3 separate regions of the Sus scrofa genome follow, and all the other regions are linked to region 1. A link is a contact called in public HiChIP or PLAC-seq data. All regions are on one chromosome and are shown on one strand. The core of a region is the stretch at or near the end of the contact, and the rest is flanking DNA. Distances in the headings are between cores, read along the strand shown.

Region 1 (2,960 bases), core at 196-2,695:
TAGCAATGTAACTTTAAAAAAAAAAAAAAAAACTTCTGACAACACAATACTTTCTGAGAGTACAGTACACTACTTCTTTTTAAATTCTGCAATAATAGTTGTGCTACTTGATCCAATGTAGATTCACAAATTTAAATGTAAAAGGTTGTCGGAGAATGCTTGCTTGATTTTTTATTAACGAAATACGTTCTTGACATTGAACCTTTGAGTGTAACATCTTCCTAGGGTTGTCAAGTCAGGAGTGAAAAAAAAAGAAATGGCAGTCAGTCAATCTTCTAGATGGTTCAAAAGAGGACAGTCAAGGTCAAACTGTTGAGTCTCTTTTACCCTCCCCATCTAGTAACTGAAAAGCAACTGATTGTGAGCTCAAAATACGCCATTCTGGAACTCCCACAAATACAAATGTCAGCTCCAGGACCACACTCTGGCTCAAAAAGTTCTGTGAGGGCAGGCTGAAAGGGACAAGGAGAATGGGGAGTAGTAGGGCAGATGCTCAGGCCACAGCACTTTGGTAAGACTCAGAGAGCAGAACTTTTACCTGTTTTCTAACAGCGTCATCACCTATCAAATAAAAATAATCATCTCCAGAAATGATGATATGAATCAAACGATGTGGTGAGGAATTAAGTCTTGCAATCTTGTGCAAAGCTGAGAGACTACTGTCATCATTACTATTTGCTACATCTGGGCACGGAACCCACCCCCTCGAATTCTTGGGTACATGTTCCGCAGGATCCCCACAAGATGGAATAGGTCATAGTTTTTTTTTTTTCCCCCCCTACAGACTCCATGTTTGGCAACCGTAGATGCACCTGGCTAGCAACTCTGTGCTACTGAGATGAAAAGTGAGGCCTTCAGGCTCTGGGCCTAGCGCGCTTACCAACCACCGCGCCCCCCAGTCACCTTGTCCTCACCTTGAGGAACGGGGGAGGAAAAAAAAAAAAAAAAAAAAAAGCCTTACGGGGGAAGAAACTGCGGTCCTCAAAAATGAGAAAGACGTGCCTCCACTCTTCACCCGGCCGCCGCTTCTTAGGCCCTTGCTTCCAGCGGGGCGGGGACAGGGCTGAGAGCTGACTGAGCCGGGGACGCCCTGACCTCGGGCGCCAGAGGAGCGGGTATTTGCGCTGGGCCCGCGCAAGGGACAGGTACGCGAAAAGTCGGCCGGAGGTCAGGCCCGCCTCGCCTTGCCTTGCCCATAGCCGCAAGCGCAAAAGAGGTACCCCGCCCCCGTAAACCTAGAGGGCTCTCGGTTCGCTCACCTGCAGCCGGGTCACCAGTAGGCTGTAAGGCGCCATTTTGTGCACTGACAAAGATGAGGTCGCTTGAAAGTGACGTGACACGCGGCTTATTTAAGGCCTTCGGTGAGGGGCGTGACCTGAGGAGAAACGCGTCACGCTGAAGGCGTTCCCGCGAGCGACGTGGGCGGAGCTCCAGAGTCAACCTGGGAATTGGGAGAGAGCTGCCTAAAAAGTTGGGGTAGTAAATACCCGGCACAAAGATATCAAAGTGCAAATTTCGTCTTTGCGCTCTGCAACTTGTCCCTCCCATTCAAATCTGGGAAAGTTTTTTTTTTTTTTTTTCCCTAAATGACCCGCACACCCCTACCAAGACCTGACTCCCCCACTGCCAACGGGAATTCGTCTTCGGAATTTAAGTGCTTTGATCACGCGAGAATGAGCGGGGCTTGGTGCAAAGATTGCAAACGCTGATGGACGCCTAGAGAACCAATCAGGGCGACGAGGAGGCAGGAACAATCAGGGTTAAAGGTCTGGCGGAAGCTCCCTAAGCTTCCGGTGGTTTGAGCGCGAGCGATGGCTAAGCATCACCCGGACTTGATTTTTTGCCGCAAGCAGGCTGGTGTTGGTGAGACGGTCTTCTGCCCCCGGCTGTTTGGGTGGGGATGGTATTAGGACCTTAAGAGTCCGGGGTTCCCATTACTCCTTTAGGGTGTTGCTTCGGAGGCGCCCCGTTTCCCGCCTCGCCGCCGGTAGTGTAGGAGCGCGTGGGTTTGTGGGCTCAGATGAAAGGGGGGCGGGGGCGCGCGTGCTGAGAGCTGGAGAGGGGCTGCGGAGATAGAGAAATTCTCAGTTTTCCCAGGACCTGGGAGGTCTTACGAGGGTGCGGATTTGGTTCGGATTGAAGTTTATGAGAATACGATGGTTAAGACCTCTCAGGGCTCACTGCAGACCCTGTACCTGTCCCCAACTCAAGCTCGAGGCTTTTGTCCCCTCTTCTAAACCTTAATCCTAATTGTACTCTTTATCACCTTTGATCTTGCAGCCATTGGAAGACTGTGTGAAAAATGTGAGTGGAACACGCTTCTCCAAACAGCCCACCCCTCCCACTCAGCTTCTATAGTGGCAGCAACGGACATTTTCAGCGGTGCCACGAAGAGGGCTTTGGATAGACATGATTGGAAGCATGTTAATACAAAGCCAGACTGCAACTAAAGGCCACCTTCCCGCTCCAACTTGTACATTTTAGGCACTGTATTTAGGTTTTGACAAAACCTCTAGCTTTGGACCAGAAGTAGCATGACCCTGCCCCCAACACACACAGCATTCTGCCAGTCAATTATATAGACTTATCTACCGACTGCTATTCTAAGCCCTTTATATTAATTGATTAGCTTTCCTATGTGTTGGGGAGATTGAGAAATGGACGCTAGGTAAACCAATTTTATAATGCCAAAATAGAGGGCTAAAGTCACTGTCAGAAGGACATAGTGTTTTTACCCATAGCAGGAAGAGGACCTGAGGTACTTGCAAGTGGGCGTAATTCAACCTCTTTTCCTTACAGGTGATGGCAAGTGTGTGATCTGTGACTCCTACGTGCGTCCCTGCACCCTGGTGCGCATATGTGACGAGTGTAACTATGGCTCTTACCAGGGGCGCTGTGTGATCTGCGGAGGCCCGGGAGTTTCAGATGCCTATTATTGTAAGGAGTGCACCATCCAGGAG
Region 2 (2,960 bases), core at 345-2,844, 210 kb after region 1:
TCTAGCTGTATGGCCTGAAGCAGATCCAACTCAGTGCCTCGACTTCCTCATCTGTAAATGAGGGCAGTTCCACCTATTTCACAGACTTTGGGGGAGAAGTAAGGGTTAATATAGGTAAGACACTCAGAAAATTGACTTGCCCACAGCAAGTGCTCAATAAATGTTGGCAGTCATTACTGGTTAAAAGCATGGGTTCTCAAACCAGATTTGCCTGAGTTTGAATCCAAGTTCTCCCACTTATTATCACCTGTGGGATTCTGTGTTAAGATATTTAACCTACTGCTCTTAGTTTCTCCATCAGTACCAAGGATATAATAACAACACCTTCTATAGAGGACTGCTGTGAACACTGCTAAGATGCCTCAAGTCTAGCTGTTTCCAGCAGTTACTGAAAGTTCAAAACTGAGTTATAACTTTTATTCTCCACTTTATGGTTATTCTCCTTGACCCTTGTATTGTTTTTGAGCTCTTCCACTTTATATTTAAAACTACAGGAGTTCCCCTCCTGGCGCAGCGGAAACCAATCCGACCAGGAACCATGAGGTTGTGGGTTCGATCCCTGGCCTCCCTCAGAGGGTTAAGGATCTGGCGTTGTGGTGAGTTGTGGTGTAGGCCCCAGATTCAGCTCGGATTTGGCGTTGCTGTGGCTGTGGCTGTGGCATAGGCTGGCGGCTGTAGCTCCGATTCAACCCCTAGCCTGGAAACGGCCATATGTCGTGGGTTCAGCCCTCAAAAGCAACAAACAAACAAAAACAAAACAAAAACAAACCTACATATGCAAATATGCTAGAAAGGTCACCAAATTCAAATGTAAGGTGACCAGGAGCCAAATGATTACTGGATGAGTGGGTTACAGGTTGTGGTACAGTGGAAAAGATAAGACAGGTCGAGTTTTGGAACTTGGCAGACTTAGTGACTATCTACACTTTACAGCCCTGTGACTCTCCTGGGAAGGCTCATCACCTCTCTAAGCCTCAGCCACTCGAACCATGCAAACCAGACAATAACATAGGACTGCTGAGTATCGGAGAGATAATGCACGTGAACGCTCCAGGCACGGACTGTTTATTAAACTTTAATAAACGGACTGTTCATGAAACTTTAATCTTCCTTTACTTCCCATCGGAATGTGACAGGCCTCCCTCACGATCACGAAAGACCACCGCCACGAGACAAGGAGGAGGAAGACGATGCTGGAGCGCTCAGATCCTGAACCCCACTCCCCTTCCCCTAGGCCAGAGGGGCTGCTCCTCCCTCAACTCCTCGGCTCCAGCGGCGCGCGAGCAAAAAGCACGGCCAATCGCCTCCGGCCCGCTCAGCCTCACTACCTGTGTATCCATCCTCCCGCCCTCCACCCTCCAGGCGTCGCTCAAAGGCCTGAGGAAGGGTCCACCGAGTGAGGCTCCCGGGGTTCCCTTCCCCAGGCACGAGACGTCCGCTCCCTCTCACCTCGACGCCCCGGGGCTTCTCCATGAGACCTAACACCCTTTCTTCGACCGTCACCAGGTGCAGGAAGCCATATTGGCCTGGCCGCTCTTCCCGAGCGCACTCATTGGCCGCCTCTCAGAGCCTCGGGCCAATCAGGCTGCGGGAAAGAGGAAAAGCCGGTTCCGCGCTAGCCCCCGGCCCGCCTCTCTTGGAGGTGGGGAAGCAGCGGGCGCTTGTGGGACTTGTAGTTCCCTAGTGGGTGCGTGCTGAAGCGGGCGTTGCCACAACGAAGGGGAAAGCCCCCCGCCTTAGCCCTGCTGCGGCTTGCGGGGACTGTTACCCTTTATCCACGTAGAGCTGTTTACATCATTCTGACCCCATTCTTCATTAAACATCATTGACTACCTAAGATACGCACTGTTCAGGAGCTGGGAATAATTTCGCACTCTCCCTGATTAGAAATTTAGGGTGCTTAGAGTTCCTGTTGTAGCTCAGCTGGTTAGGAACCCAACTAGCATCAGTGACGATGCAGGTTCTATCCCTGGCCTGGCTCAGTGGTTTAAGGATCCTGCGTCGCTGTGAGCTGTGGTGTAGGTCACAGACGTGGCTTGGATCTGGGATGGCTTGGCCCAGCAGCTATAGCTCCGATTTGACCCCTAGCCTGGGAACTTCCATATGCCCCACCTGGGGCCCTGAAAAGAAAAAAGAAAAGAAGGAAGGAAAGAAAAAGAAAGAGAGAAAGAGAAAGAAAGGAGTTAAGTATACAGCAGTTATTTCTGCTGGGCTCTGGTTGCTGCTGTAGTGCTTGTCTGATCTCTGGCCCAGGAACTTCTTCATGCCACCGGTGAGGCCAAAAACAGAGAGAGAGAGAGAGAGAAGCAGCAAGGAGACAAGTTAGAAGGCACTTGTACTGATCCAGGGGAAGGATGATGGTGGCTTGAATCAGGCCAGACTTAGAAGGCTGGCAAAAAAGTAGAAGAATTTGAGAAATATATTGGAGGCAGTAATTAATTGTTTGGAGTAGGTTTGGAAGAGGGAGGAATCCAGAGTGACTCTGGGTAAAGGTGCCTGTCTACTCTGGATAGGTAGACAGTGGGACCATATTCTGTAGTGGTTAGAAACTGTACAAGGAATGAATGAGTTTGGAGTTAAGAATTCTTGGAGTTCCCTTTGTGCCTCAGTGGTTAACGAATCTGACTAGGAACCTTGAGGCTGTGGGTTCGATCCGTGGCCTCACTCAGTGGGTTAAGGATCTGGTGTTGCCGTGAGCTGTGGTGTAGGTCAAAGACACAGCTCAGATCTGGCATTGCTGTGGCTGTGGCGTAGGCCTGCGGCTACAGTTCTGATGAGACCCCTAGCCTGGGAACCTCCATAGGCTGTGGGTGTGGCCCTAAAAAGACAAAAAACCAAAAAAAAAAAAGAAAAGAAAAGAATTCTGCTTGACTTAGCTCCCTAGCAAGCTAAGGATCTGGTGTTGTCACAGCTGTGGCTCAGGTCACTGCTGTGGCGTGGCTTTGATCCCTAGCTCAGGA
Region 3 (2,960 bases), core at 302-2,801, 130 kb after region 1:
TTTCCCCTGGGAATCCTGCTTTGTCTCTGTGAAAGACCCCCAAACCGGACACCTTCTAAATCTCTGAGCCAGACGGTTTTGAAGGGGGAAGCAAGGAAAGGAAGGAGCGGGCCGGGAGGGGTCCCTGCCGCCCGCGGAGGGCGGGAGGGGGATCTGAGGCCGGGGTGGGTGGCTCCCGCGCACCCATCTCCGGGGGCGCCCCCCAGGCACTGGAGCTGTCCCTCGCAGCTCGTTCCTGACCGCACGACGGACCCCTCGCTAGCCTCCCAGCCCAGGGACCGCTCCTGCGACCGGAAATGCCCCCCTACTCAGACCGCGCCCCCCTTTCCTGCTGCCCCCTCCCTGGGGCCCGGCCACAGGCCCCGGATCCCCGGGCTCGAGTGGCCGCTGCAGCCGGCAGGGGCAGCCCGTCGGCGGCCGCGGTCCTCGGCCCGCGCTGCGGTCCCTCCAACTCCCCGCGCTGCCGGGCCAAGGCGCACACAAAAGGAAGGAGCGCGCGGCCAGCGACCCCCCCCCAGCCAACGCCCTCGACCCCCATAGCGGGGACCCTCAAAGTATCCGCGCACCCCAAAGCTCCGGACGCGAAGGAGAGAACCCCCCACCGCGCTCAAGAACATTCCAAGCCCCCCCGCGCGGGGGGGGGTTGCCGAGGCGGCCAAACCACCCAGCGGCAGGTGCCCCCGGCCGCACGATAACTTTGAAACTTCGGGGCAGGGCACGGGGGCAGGGAGGGGGAGCCCCAAAAAGGAGGAAAGCGGGATTGGGGAGCTGTTTCTTTATTTTCGCAAAATCCACTTTCCGGGTGGCCCCGCGCAGCTCCGGCCTGGCCAAGGTTTTCCCGCGCCTCCTCCCGGCCCCGCGCGGTCCCCGGGCGCCCCGAGCCCTCCCGCGCCCGCCGCCAGTTCGCAGTCGGGCCCCGGCCTCTGCCCCGCGGGGCTCGGGCCGCACACAGCACTCACCTCGGCCGGGCTGCGCTCCCCGCGGGCCTGCGCCGAGCCCGATAAATGGTATGCTATGACTAGAGGTATGATTACGTTATTATTATTAGTAATAATAAGAGTAAATGCTATTTAATTACGGGCGGCCGCATCCTGCTCCCGGCGCCGCCGCCCCGGCAGCTCCGTCCATGTGGCTCCGGAGCGCTTTACTTTCATTTCCAGCCCCCTCGGCCGGCCGCTCGCGGCAGCACCCGCTGGAGGCACCGTCTCCCTGCAGTTCTTCCTCCTCGGGTCCTAGAGCGCGGCTCCCCTCGCCTGGCGCCGGGGGTGGGCGGCGCGGGCTGCGCACCTGGGGGCGGAGGGGGCGGGGAAGTCCCCCTTCCCCGTGGCAAGCTCATGCCTGGCATGCACCTTTATTTTCTTTGAAAGTGGCCTTCCCTCTTAGGGCTTTTCTTTTGGCAATTCTGCATTTCGGGGCGGATGCTGGTCTAAGGCAGCGCCTCCGCCCTGCCTCCTGTGGGTAAAAAGCCCCCGGGTCTCCAGATGCTTTCATTGACGGCATCCCCAAAGCCTAGTTGCCTTCGGTCCAAAGACGAGGACCGAAGGCTCAGAGAGGCATCGGGACCGCCTTCGGCTGTTGTACAGGCTTTCCCGAAAAGATTTGAGACTGCTTAGAAGACCCAGAAGGTAAGGGGAGATCAAGGAAAGAGAAACCAGCTCCAAGCATCCCCTGGCACTGCCGCAGAGCTGGCCAGGTCCAGGTTGGATTCGAATACAGAGCTTCAGATTCCAAATACGGTGTCATCCCACCCTCCCACCGCTGGTCCATTGATTCCTGAGAGAGTTCTGGCTCCTCTTCATTTTACACTCATGTATGTATATGTGCATGTATGTACATATATGTATGTGTGTGTGTACATTAATGTATTAAAGATCTGCTGTGAGCCTAGCAGATTTATTTTTACAAATGTTCTCTTTTCTACGTTTGTGCCAGACAAAACCCTAGGAACTGGAGATACATGCTGAGACAAATTTTAAACACACTGTGATCAATGCTGGGAAGAACAGGAAACTAGCTCAGTTTACTTATTTAATTCTCACCATAATCCTGGAAGATGGTTTGGGGGTTGTTTTGATTTTTTTTTTTTTTTCAGGGCCGCACCCAGGGCATATGGAAGTTCCCAGGCTAGGGGTCGAATCAGAGCTTCAGCTGCCGGCCTACACCACAGCCACAGCAACGCCAGATCCCTGACCCACTGAGTGAGGCCAGGGATAAAACCCACATCCGCGTGGATGCTAGTCAGATTCGTTCCCGCTGTGCCACGATGGAAACTCCCTGGAAGGTGGGTTTTAGCATGCCTGTGTGCAGATGAAGAGCTGAGGCTTGGAGATTAGGTGACTTGTCCAAGGTGGCAGTTCTAACTCCAGAGTATCCTTCCCATGGCGTCCTCTACTTTTCATCATCTACTTTAAGGGAGCCTTGGAAAGGGGGAAAAAAATGCACCTGCACTGTCAGAATTTCTCAAACTCCTCCTCCCTTCACTACACTAAGATTTTTTTTTCAATTTTTTTTTTATTGTTTATTTTAGGGCTGCACCTGTGGCATATGGAGGTTCCCAGGCTAGGGGTCAGATCGGAGCTGTTTGCCGCTGGCCTACACCACAGCCATAGCAACACCAGATCCGAGCTGTGTCTGTGACCTACACCACAGCTCATGGCAGCACCAGATCCTTAACCCGCTGAAAGGCCAGGGATCGAACCTACAACCTCATGGTTCCTAGTTGGATTTGTTTCCACTGCGCCACAATGGGAACTCCCTAGACTACCGCACCTTGCCTCAAGTGAACTAGCTGGTAAACATTGTGGTGATTCCTCCATCCTGGGTTGCCAGCGGAATAACACACATCCTTAAAAGAGGATGGGGAGTTCTAGTCGAGGCTCAGTGGAAATGAATCTGACTAGCATCCATGAGGACACAGGTTCAATCTTTGGCCTCGCTCAGTGGGTTAAGGATCCGGTGTT

Evidence for each region. HiChIP or PLAC-seq counts read pairs in DNA pulled down with a chosen protein or histone mark.
Region 2: a contact with region 1 is called in an H3K27ac HiChIP or PLAC-seq map of alveolar macrophages. The contact joins the promoter of L3MBTL2 here to the promoter of PHF5A in region 1. A contact is called at or near these places in 2 of 2 datasets of contacts at active chromatin or transcription factors (alveolar macrophages and skeletal muscle).
Region 3: an H3K27ac HiChIP or PLAC-seq map of alveolar macrophages shows a contact between it and region 1. The contact joins the promoter of ZC3H7B here to the promoter of PHF5A in region 1. A contact is called at or near these places in 1 of 5 promoter capture datasets (liver), 2 of 47 Hi-C or Micro-C datasets (embryonic fibroblasts and liver) and 2 of 2 datasets of contacts at active chromatin or transcription factors (alveolar macrophages and skeletal muscle).

Annotation. Positions count from the first base shown.
Region 1 is chr5:7,069,700-7,072,659 of Sscrofa11.1, forward strand. It overlaps PHF5A (PHD finger-like domain-containing protein 5A), which reads left to right and starts at 1,446. Exons shown (of 4, transcript XM_021091456.1): 1 at 1,446-1,863; 2 at 2,281-2,304; 3 at 2,800-2,960. The coding sequence starts at 1,812. ACO2 (aconitase 2) reads right to left here and starts at 1,324. Exons shown (of 19, transcript NM_213954.1): 1 at 1,260-1,324. The coding sequence starts at 1,295.
Region 2 is chr5:7,276,039-7,278,998 of Sscrofa11.1, forward strand. L3MBTL2 (lethal(3)malignant brain tumor-like protein 2) reads right to left here and starts at 1,595. Exons shown (of 17, transcript XM_021091462.1): 1 at 1,450-1,595. The coding sequence starts at 1,473.
Region 3 is chr5:7,199,878-7,202,837 of Sscrofa11.1, forward strand. It overlaps ZC3H7B (zinc finger CCCH domain-containing protein 7B), which reads right to left and starts at 1,552. Exons shown (of 23, transcript XM_021091458.1): 1 at 960-1,552. It overlaps LOC110260635 (a long non-coding RNA gene), which reads left to right and starts at 1,686. Exons shown (of 2, transcript XR_002343885.1): 1 at 1,686-1,810.